Regions from separate parts of the Gossypium hirsutum genome. Here region 1 is linked to region 2. The links are chromatin contacts, called in public Hi-C maps. All regions are on one chromosome and are shown on one strand. The core of a region is the stretch at or near the end of the contact, and the rest is flanking DNA. Distances in the headings are between cores, read along the strand shown.

The links. Hi-C and Micro-C count contacts between places; a contact is called where the count stands out from the background.
Region 1: a Hi-C map of leaf shows a contact between it and region 2, with 2.7 times the contacts expected there. The contact joins the promoter of LOC107959510 here to the promoter of LOC107959503 in region 2. A contact is called at or near these places in 3 of 34 Hi-C or Micro-C datasets (all in leaf).

What each region holds. Positions count from the first base shown.
Region 1 is chrA05:107,737,352-107,742,082 of Gossypium_hirsutum_v2.1, forward strand. LOC107959510 (phosphoglucan phosphatase DSP4, amyloplastic) reads right to left here and starts at 2,894. Exons shown (of 14, transcript XM_016895581.2): 1 at 2,741-2,894; 2 at 2,547-2,631; 3 at 2,389-2,433; 4 at 1,568-1,670; 5 at 1,203-1,279; 6 at 1,035-1,111; 7 at 776-856; 8 at 454-586; 9 at 255-314. The coding sequence starts at 2,766. LOC107959511 (a long non-coding RNA gene) reads right to left here. Exons shown (of 2, transcript XR_001700830.2): 2 at 3,917-4,416.
Region 2 is chrA05:107,594,085-107,598,915 of Gossypium_hirsutum_v2.1, forward strand. LOC107959503 (glutamine--fructose-6-phosphate aminotransferase [isomerizing] 2) reads right to left here and starts at 2,148. Exons shown (of 15, transcript XR_005927597.1): 1 at 1,727-2,148; 2 at 538-710.

The DNA of each region.
Region 1 (4,731 bases), core at 1,644-4,143, 140 kb after region 2:
CAAGCTGTTCAGACACCAAAACTTAGATCCTAGAATCTAGATTGGTGCCACTTAAATCAAGGAACTCTCAACCAAATGGCTGCCATTGCAAAAACAATCACAGTAATCACTGAATGTACTAGTTGATTGAGAAGCATCATTCTTATGAATATTTATTCAAGGATAAAGTCAACCCTAAAATGGTAGAAACAAATCCAGGCACCCAAAATTGAATTGACCCGAAAAGAAAAGCATGGAAACAAAGGCAAAGATACCAGCAGTTCTCTGTGAGCTTCGCTAAGTTTATAGCCTTGAACCCAGAACATGTATGCCAACTGTAATTAGTAACAACAAAAATGTACAGATCAGTATTAAGATAAATTAGAGGAACAAAAACACAGCTCATTTCATCAAGGTTTAGCTATAAAATCTGTATGGAAAGACATTTCAGACAAATAAAAATAAGTTCAATACCGCAACAGCAGGAGCTCTTCCAAGTCCAGCGGTACAATGGATATATGTTACACCTCCATTCCGATTTACGGCCTTATGCAATATACTAACCACAGCCGGAAGCCTCATCCGTAAATCAAATGCATCGAAGTCCCTGCTTCATCCAATATCAACCCAACTAGATTAACAACAAAAAGGACTCCAAATCACTCGTTAATGTATTAGTGACACATAAAAATTGCTATGAAAACAAAATACTAATCACTAGTTTCACAAATAACTTTACAGATGTTGTTCACAGTGAAAACTTAATATAGTGTATCAGTCAATTTTGATGTCTGACCTTATTTGAGCACGTATGTGTTCAATATCACCACATTTCTTGGCATAATCTCGAATGGTGCCAATATCGACCCCAAAATATCTGGAAATTCTAGTAAAGGAAATACAGCACTTAATTCCTCAACCTTCTTGTCAATTACATGTTCAAATGTTACCAACAAATAATCATGCATGTGAAAATATGTAAGAGAAATTAGTTACTTTTGTTCTTCAAATCATAAATTTAGATAGAACTTCAATGACAATAGTGTCTAGGATACTCCAAATCTGGGTCTTGCTGCAAGCAAAATATCGTTTTAACTCCGATCTTTCGTAACTTGTCAACGTCTTCAGGAGTCTGTTGATTTAAAGAGAAAGAAAAATTTTAACTTTGGGTGACCATTTAAGGGGAAATTTTCTACTATTATTCACTTAGAAATGAGAATTACCTGCAGACATGAGCCCACAATTAGGTCTGGACGGATAAAGTTGTAGTTCATTCCCAATTCATGCCTATAGGTCAAAACTGCAGAAAACCACATGAAGAAATGATTAAAAATGACTAAACAAAGAAAGCAACCAAACTATATAATACAGTGACCACCAAAGCAAGAATACCACTACACCAGAATATTGAGTTTTCATGTTGAGACTTCATATGAAGATCTGCCTGCTATTATGAGACATTACAGTAAGGTTTAGCTTATTTTTTGAATCTCGCATCAAAAGACATGAGTCTGAGCCCTGGACACGAAAAATGCACCTAAAAGCCATCCTCAAACTTAAAGCAAAAGCAACACACAAGTGAACTTACCAGCGCCCATAGCTTCTGTCATATCATGACTATATGTCTCAGATTTTTTCCCCTCTGAGTCAGAGTTACTCGTTTTCTCACTTGATGTGGAACCAGGAATTGCCTGTCAAAAAATAAATTAGCCAACAAATCTAGGTTCAAAGTCAATCAAGCAGCATGTTAAGCCGCATGCAGAGACACCTTTTTCATCATAATACCAATAATTCAATCATGTATGAACTACCAAAAAGTTATTGAACTTCCTGGTACATTTCGGTGCAACTGTCAAATGCTATACATGTTTTTAGAAAGAGTGTAGATCATTTTGGTTTAACGTGGTATATGATAAATGCAAATAAAAATTACTACATCCCCTGGTTTAAAATTTAATGCAGGTCAGTCTCAAGTTGCAACATTGGCATCGACATTTTATCATTTATGATTATGATTATGAAAAGAATCTCAAACATATACAGCAGCTTAATCAATTATTTTTACTTAAAAAGATCTTTCCGTAAACTTCGTATTTCCTACCATAAAAAGTTTCTAATAATGACTTGTAAGTGAAACATGTTATTTACCTTGTTCCAATGGAAGAATACCATCCATCCATCCATCCACAAATACTAAAGAGTAAAGTATCAAAACGCAAAAAACACATAATATCTTAATCCAAGAAGAAAAGTTAAGGAACTGTCTCTTTAGAAAACTACAACAAATAGAGCAAAACAACGAAAAGAAATATTAGAATCTACCGCAAAACAACAAATCCCTGATGCTAATACTAAAATTCTAACGAAAGCCCAGGAAACGAATCCGAAATTCACAGATAATTAAGTTACCTTAACTACCATACTCCGCGGTACATTACTCGAGTTCATCCCACCCTACATTAAATCACAAAATTCAACAAGCAAAGAACGAAAAGATAAATCCAGTGGATATCGCTAATATGGAATGATAAAACTATACAACAAATTCAGGGATAAAGAGGTAAAACCTGGAAATGTACCATCATGTTAAGGGAACAAGAAAGTAGTTTTCTTGGATTGCACTTGAAACCTTGAAATGGCAAGGCATAGGATCTGAAACTATTCCAAACAACAAACTTTTAGCAAGCTTTTTAGATTAGATTCTGAGACAAATAAAGATTGGATATTAAAAAGAATTGAAAAGAAAAGATTTTGATCAGACCTCGGAAGATTCTGAAGACAATTCATTGTGATGATCAGACGAGAAGAAAAAAGATCTTTGGAGATGACACCAAGAAAAAAATCTTAGTTACAGTTGTGATTTAGTTTTATTCAATTATTCATTTATTTTTGGTGGCTTTTATAGACAGTTTGTTGGTTTGGGAAATTTTAAAAAGAGTAATGATTTTTTAAAGAATCTCAAGTATGCCATTCGGACCGATCGGTCGGGTCCACATTCCTAGAATCGTAGATCTCCATCATTTATTTATGTGATAATGATTTGTTTTTTAATTTTTATAAAAAAAAATATTTTAATTTTTCATTTAATTTTTTATCTTTTTAAAATTTTTTTAATTTGTATTTTTTTGTCAAATCACTCAAAATGGAGAAAAAAATTTACGTTTTTTTAACTTTGTTGATGTGACATATAAGTGAATTATTAGGTGGATGACATGTTAATATTTAATTAATTTTAAAAATTAATTAAATTTTGGTGTGACAGTCCACGTGTCTTCTATGTCAGTAAAGTTAACTTTTCTATCTATTTTAAGGTAATTTAACATAATAAAAAAAACACAAATGGAAGGCTAAAATGACTTTTGTAAAGTTTGAGGGCCAAAAACTCTCATTATGCCTTTATTTATTATTGAGTTAAAGACGTTGCAATTTCATCCTCTAAGGTTACAAGTTTAGATAAAACGGGTTTGGTTCGATTTGAGTTAAGTTATGTTCCATACAGTCAAGTCTTTTCTATAAGAGTCGCAATATAGCTAAGTTTATTGTAAAATTCAGTTTTTTTTTAAAAATATTTTTCGTAGCCTTTCTATAAGATTCAGTATATGAAGACTTTGTTAAGTAAGTCTATATCTATTAACCGCAGTGTTGTCTAAAGGGGTTTGTCGAGGCTAAAAACACGATCCCTGATATGAATATTGAAAGAAAAGCCATGACCATTCCACCCTCTGAAGAGGAACTAAAGGAAGGTTATTACCCAGTGGGGTTCCCTGCATGTCCCACGATGATGATGGGCAAACCTCACATAACGTAAGTTAGGCAAATCTATATCGTAAACATGTTATGAAAGAAAAGCCTTTGTGGCGTAATATGAAAAAAAAAGTCTTTATGGCATTGTAATAGTCCAAATCTACCCGGGCCTTAAAACCAAAAAAATAATAAATGAATAAATAAATATTTATTTTAAAAGTCCATTAAATAGTCCGTGTACAAAAAAAACACTTAACCCCATAACCCATTATAGAGCCCAAACAGTTGCGGCCCAAACATTTAAGCTTCAAACCCGACAACCCATTACACCCAAGCCCAGATTTAAACACTCAGACCCATCTACGCCGGATGATCCAATATCCTTGACCTAAGGATACACGGGGCCCAAAAGGCCCAAAGCAGTAAACGGATCAGGAAACCCTAGGGTTTCCTGAGAAGTTAGGCGCCGCAAAGGGGGATTCTAGATGCTTTGAGGTTCCAAATGTCACGACTTTTCAGGTCCAATGGCCCAATCGTCGCCTTCATCAGTGCGCTGTGACTCCTCGACTTCGCCACCATGCATCGCGCCACCATCGGCGCCCGAATCACGCCAGAATTGTCATGCGCTACAATCCAACACTGGCCCCATCAGCGCGCAGTCATTGGTGCTCGAACGAAATCCTTGCGATTCGCCTGCAAGAAAAGGAAAGAAAATCACAACAGACATGCGAAGCGAATACGGAAAGAAATCAGAGATTTCTTTCCAAAACTTGTAGTGGTTTATCGAGGCTACAAAGCCTTCTTTTCAATCTGTAGAAAGGACTTACACAAGAAAAACTTACACACGCATAGAGAAAAAAAACACCAGAGAGATATACCAAAAATACTGTACACAGAATATTTTTGCAATAATACACCAGAGATTTTTACAGGAAACGAAGGTGATATATATATTTTTTATTTCTGTTTCATTCTCTTTATCACAAGTTCATGCATATAATACATTGA
Region 2 (4,831 bases), core at 898-3,397:
AGTATGAACAAGACTCCATGGTGATGTCCTGTTATAGAATTCGATGCTTCTAGAGATTAGTGATTCATGTATGTTTCTTCCTTTTGCCAAAGGAAATTTGGGATGCTATTAAGCAGACCTATTCCAAGATCAATGACGTTGCACAAATATATGAAATTAAGACAAACATTTCAGCAACCAAATAAAGGAATTGATCTGTTATAGGATATTTGAGTCTCTTGCAAGGTTTATTGTAGGAACTAGACCACTATCAAAGCATAAAGATGAGTTGTGGTGAGGATGTTGCAAGAACAGAGGGAGAAGATTAAGGTAGAGAAAATGAGCGCTAGTGGTACATTCAAACATAACTGGACAGATATCTATCAATCCATCTATCAGTTGCTTACCTTATACACATGTAATATTTTATCCTCTAAAATAAAATGTTAAATAATCAACAATTGCAGTATAGAAGCCTAGGTTGCAAATTCATCAAGAATGCATAAGAGAGTTTAGGTAAGAAAATGAGAAACATCGTCACTAAAAATTTAAGCAAACCTCATAATTAGTGATAACACCATTGTGAACAACCAAGAAGTCATTCCCAGAGCCAGAAGTCTGAGGATGACTATTCCTTGGAGCAGGCACCCCATGGGTAGCCCATCTGGTGTGTGCTATACCAGCATGGGTAGTAAAGGATTCCTCCAAGTTCAACTCTGTTGCAGCTACCTCTGAAAGTACCAAAACCACCATTAATTCAACCACTAAGCCTATGGAAACACAATTAAATAAATAAAAGTGGCCATTGGAGGCAAACAAGTCTTTTTCTTTTTCTTCTTCTTCTTCGTCTTCTTTCTAATATTCACATACTACAGATAAAGAACATAAGAGAACTACAGCTTTTTCACTCAAAATGAATTCTTCTCATAAAAAGTGATAATTAAATTGTGAGAAACAATTAAAATAACATTTTGATTCACTGATAAACAAGTCATATACTTCCATTATAAGATATGCTGCTGCAATGAATGTATAATATGTTCCAAGAATTATTAAAAATAAAAATACAAGTAAAAATAAATTGAACTATTTAATTAATTAACTTACATTTCAGCTTCAGCTAACCCCGTGGAAATTAAAGTAATAATAATTAACGATATGTATATGAAGGATCAACTTACACATTTACACATTTTCATAACTTTGTATATAATTAACAATTTTAACAATCCAACTGTTATACTTAATAGTCTATTCATGTAGATGAATTGAGCTTTGAGTAAATTACAAATTTATAACTATTTTTTGAATTGTAAAACATTCAACCCTTAAATATATACAAATAAAAGATAATATTTTCAATCAATGATACGGGAGAGATATATCAAATCCATTTTTAGAGTAGAATTACAATGATCGAATAGGTAAAATATAATTCATAAAAAGTGATGTATGTATATAAACTAATTACAATAAGAGCCTCCCTTCCTGCTCTTTACTTTTCCTTTAAGTTGCTACCACTACTGGACCCACCAAACCTGGTCTTGTAAGCCTAACTTGACCCGACTCGGCGCTGAGAAAAGGACGAATTTAATATAACCGATTAAGAAGCAAGTAGAACAAGGTTGTCTGCACAAGCCGACAGGTCGACACGGTTAAGTACTCAGGCTGAGTCCTTTTTTCTTAGAACCGAGAAAATCCGAAAAATCAGAACTCTGAAAGAGAAATCGAAGAGTTAATAGGTTACCTTGGTAAACGGATTTGACGAGGGACTCGATGTTGCCTTCCTGGCGGAAAACGAGAGGGGAAGAAGAAAGAGAATTGATGGAGGATGGTTGAGGGGTGTTTGGATTGCGAGAAACTGAGAAGTAGTCATCGATGGAAATTCCAGCGGAATCGTAGCCTCGATACTCGAGACGACGAAGGCCATTGAAGAGAACTTGAAGAATATACCTTCTTTCTCTGTTAACGTTGTAATTCAAATACGCAAATATTCCACACATTTCCTTTACTCAAATTTTCCAATTGGAGAAATAAATCAAAATTCTGAGGAAAGAAGGACAAAAATGTTCTGGGTTCTGATTCGATCTTTGTTCCCCTCAGTTTTTCTGGGAGAGATCAGATGCATATAATTTTGACTTTTGACTTTTGACTTTTGCTCTTTTGATTTTTTCTAAACTATCAAAACAGTTAACATTTTATCCAGTTATATTTTAATCATTTATTTTTAAAATATTACATTTTAATCATTTATATTATTACACTGAGTTATTAATTGTCGTTAATGGTACAAGATAAATTAACCAGACAGTTAAATAATTATTTAGAACAAAAATTTTAAGTTAATTTGTACAAATGGTCCCCTTATTTGTTCATTTTAAGTAATTTAATTTTTTTCTTTTATGTTTTTTAACTTTACTTTTTTTTTTATTTTCCATTATCTTTTGTTTTTCCTTCTGTTTTCTTACCTTTTTTTGCTGTTTTAACGTAGTTTTTCTATATTTTCTATTTGCTAAATCTAGTTCCTGTACTTTTATTTTTTTAAACAATTTAATTTTTTTTGAGTGAGGCGAGCTTGTAGACTAGTTTCAACAAATGAAAAACATAAAAAAGAACTACATTAAAGGAAATGAAGAATGGAGGAAAACAGAGGGAGAAGCAGAAGAGAATAAAAAAAATGAAAGTTAAAAAGAACATAAAAGAAAAATTAAATTACTCAAAATAAAAAAATATAGGAACCAATTGTAGAATTTAACATAAAATTTTTGTTCTAAATAATTATTTAACGTGTCACGTTAGCTTATCTTGTACCATTAACGGCAGTTAACGACTCAGTGCAATAATATAAGTGACTAAAATGTAACATTTTAAAAATAAATGGCTAAAATATAACTTGATAAAACATGCCACATTAGCTTACCATTACACTGTTAATGGCAATTAACGGCTTAGTGACTAAAACGTAACATTTCAAACATAAGTGACTAAAATATAACTTGAGGCAAATAAAAGTGATTATTTTGGGAGTTTACCCAAAAATAATTTGGGATTTTTTGATTAGCGGAAACGGCATAGTTGTTATTTTGTTCAGAAGTCAGGGTTAATTTTTTTCTTAACCTAGTAACCATTTTCGTTTTATCTATTTTTGGCAAATTGCCTCTGACAGTTCTGTGACAAGGGCTAAACTCTAGTCCATTTTTGGCAAACCGTTTTATATTAAACGCGCTCTTCTCCCATCTTTGTTTATTTTTTTTGGATCTATTAAAATAGTCACTTTTATTTACCTTAGTTTATATTTTAGTCACTTATGTTTAAAATATTACGTTTTAGTCACTAACGTTATCGTATTGTAACATTTTAGTCACTAAGTTGTTAATTATCGTTAACGGTGTAATGATAAGCTAATGTAGCACGCTAAATCATCATTTCAAACAAAAATTTTAAGTTAATTTATACATCCGATCCTCATATTTTTTTGTTTTGAGCAATTTAAAATTTTCTTTTATATTCTTTTAACTTTCCTTTTTTTTCTTTATTTTTCATTCTCTTCTACTTCTCCCTCTGTTTTTCTCCCTTCTCCATTTCTTTTAATGTAGTTTTTCTATGTTTGTTATTTGTTAAAACTAGTCCCTATACCTTCATTTTTTTGAACAATTTAATTTTTTTCGAGTGAGACAAGCTTGTAGACTAATTTTAACAAATGAAAAATATAGAAAAACTACATTAAAAGAAATGAAAAATGTAGGAAAACAAAGGGAGGAGCAGAAGAGAATGGAAAATAAAGAAAAAAGTTAAAAGAACATAAAAGAAAAAAATTAAATTGCTCAAAATGAAAAAAATATAAAGACCAATTGTAAAATGTAACCTAAAATATTCGTTTAAAATTATGATTTAACGTGTCATATCAGCTTACCGTTACACCGTTAACGGTAATAAATGGTTCAGTGACTAAAATGTTACAACACGATAACGTAATTGACTAAAACGTAACATTTCAAATATAAGTGATAAAAATGTAACATGAGGCAAACAAAAGTGACTATTTTAATAGTTTATCCTTCTTTTTTAATGCATATTGTTTCAAGTTTTATTAATAAACAGATTATTTTCAAGTTTTTAAGTTTTATATTTTATTTTTTTTCCTGTTTTTAATTAATAATTTCTTTATTTATATAGACAAAATAATAAATATGTAGTTGTATAATGAAAAAATATTTTATATATATCATTACCGTTAAATGTATTTTATTTTTTAAAGACATCAACTAATTTTTTTGTATATCGTTTTTATATGTCAAATATTTATTTTGTCCATTATAAGTATGGCAAATTCTAATATTATAAAATTAAACCTATACTGTGGGTACGGTAAATTCTAATATAAAAATTAATTAATTATTTTCAATATCATTATTTTCAATAAATATAATTTTTATATGTGAAATATTTATTTTTTTCACCTACATTGTGGGTATGGTAAATTTTAATATTATAAAATTTGAATTAATTATTTCAAATATAATTATTTTTATAAATATAATTTTTATATGTCAAATATTTATTTTTTCCCCGTACATTGTGGGTATAGTAAATTTTAATATTATAAAATCAAATAATTATTTTGAATGCCATTATTATTTTTATATGTAAAATAATTCAAAATTTTATTTCAAATATCATTATTTAATTTTATAATATTAGAATCTACTATATCCACAATGGAATATTAAATATTTCACTTACAAAAATTATATTTACTAAAAAGAATAATATTTAAAATAATTATTTGATTTTCTAATATTAGAATTTATCATACCCACGATGTACGTGAAAAAAATACTCCACATATAAA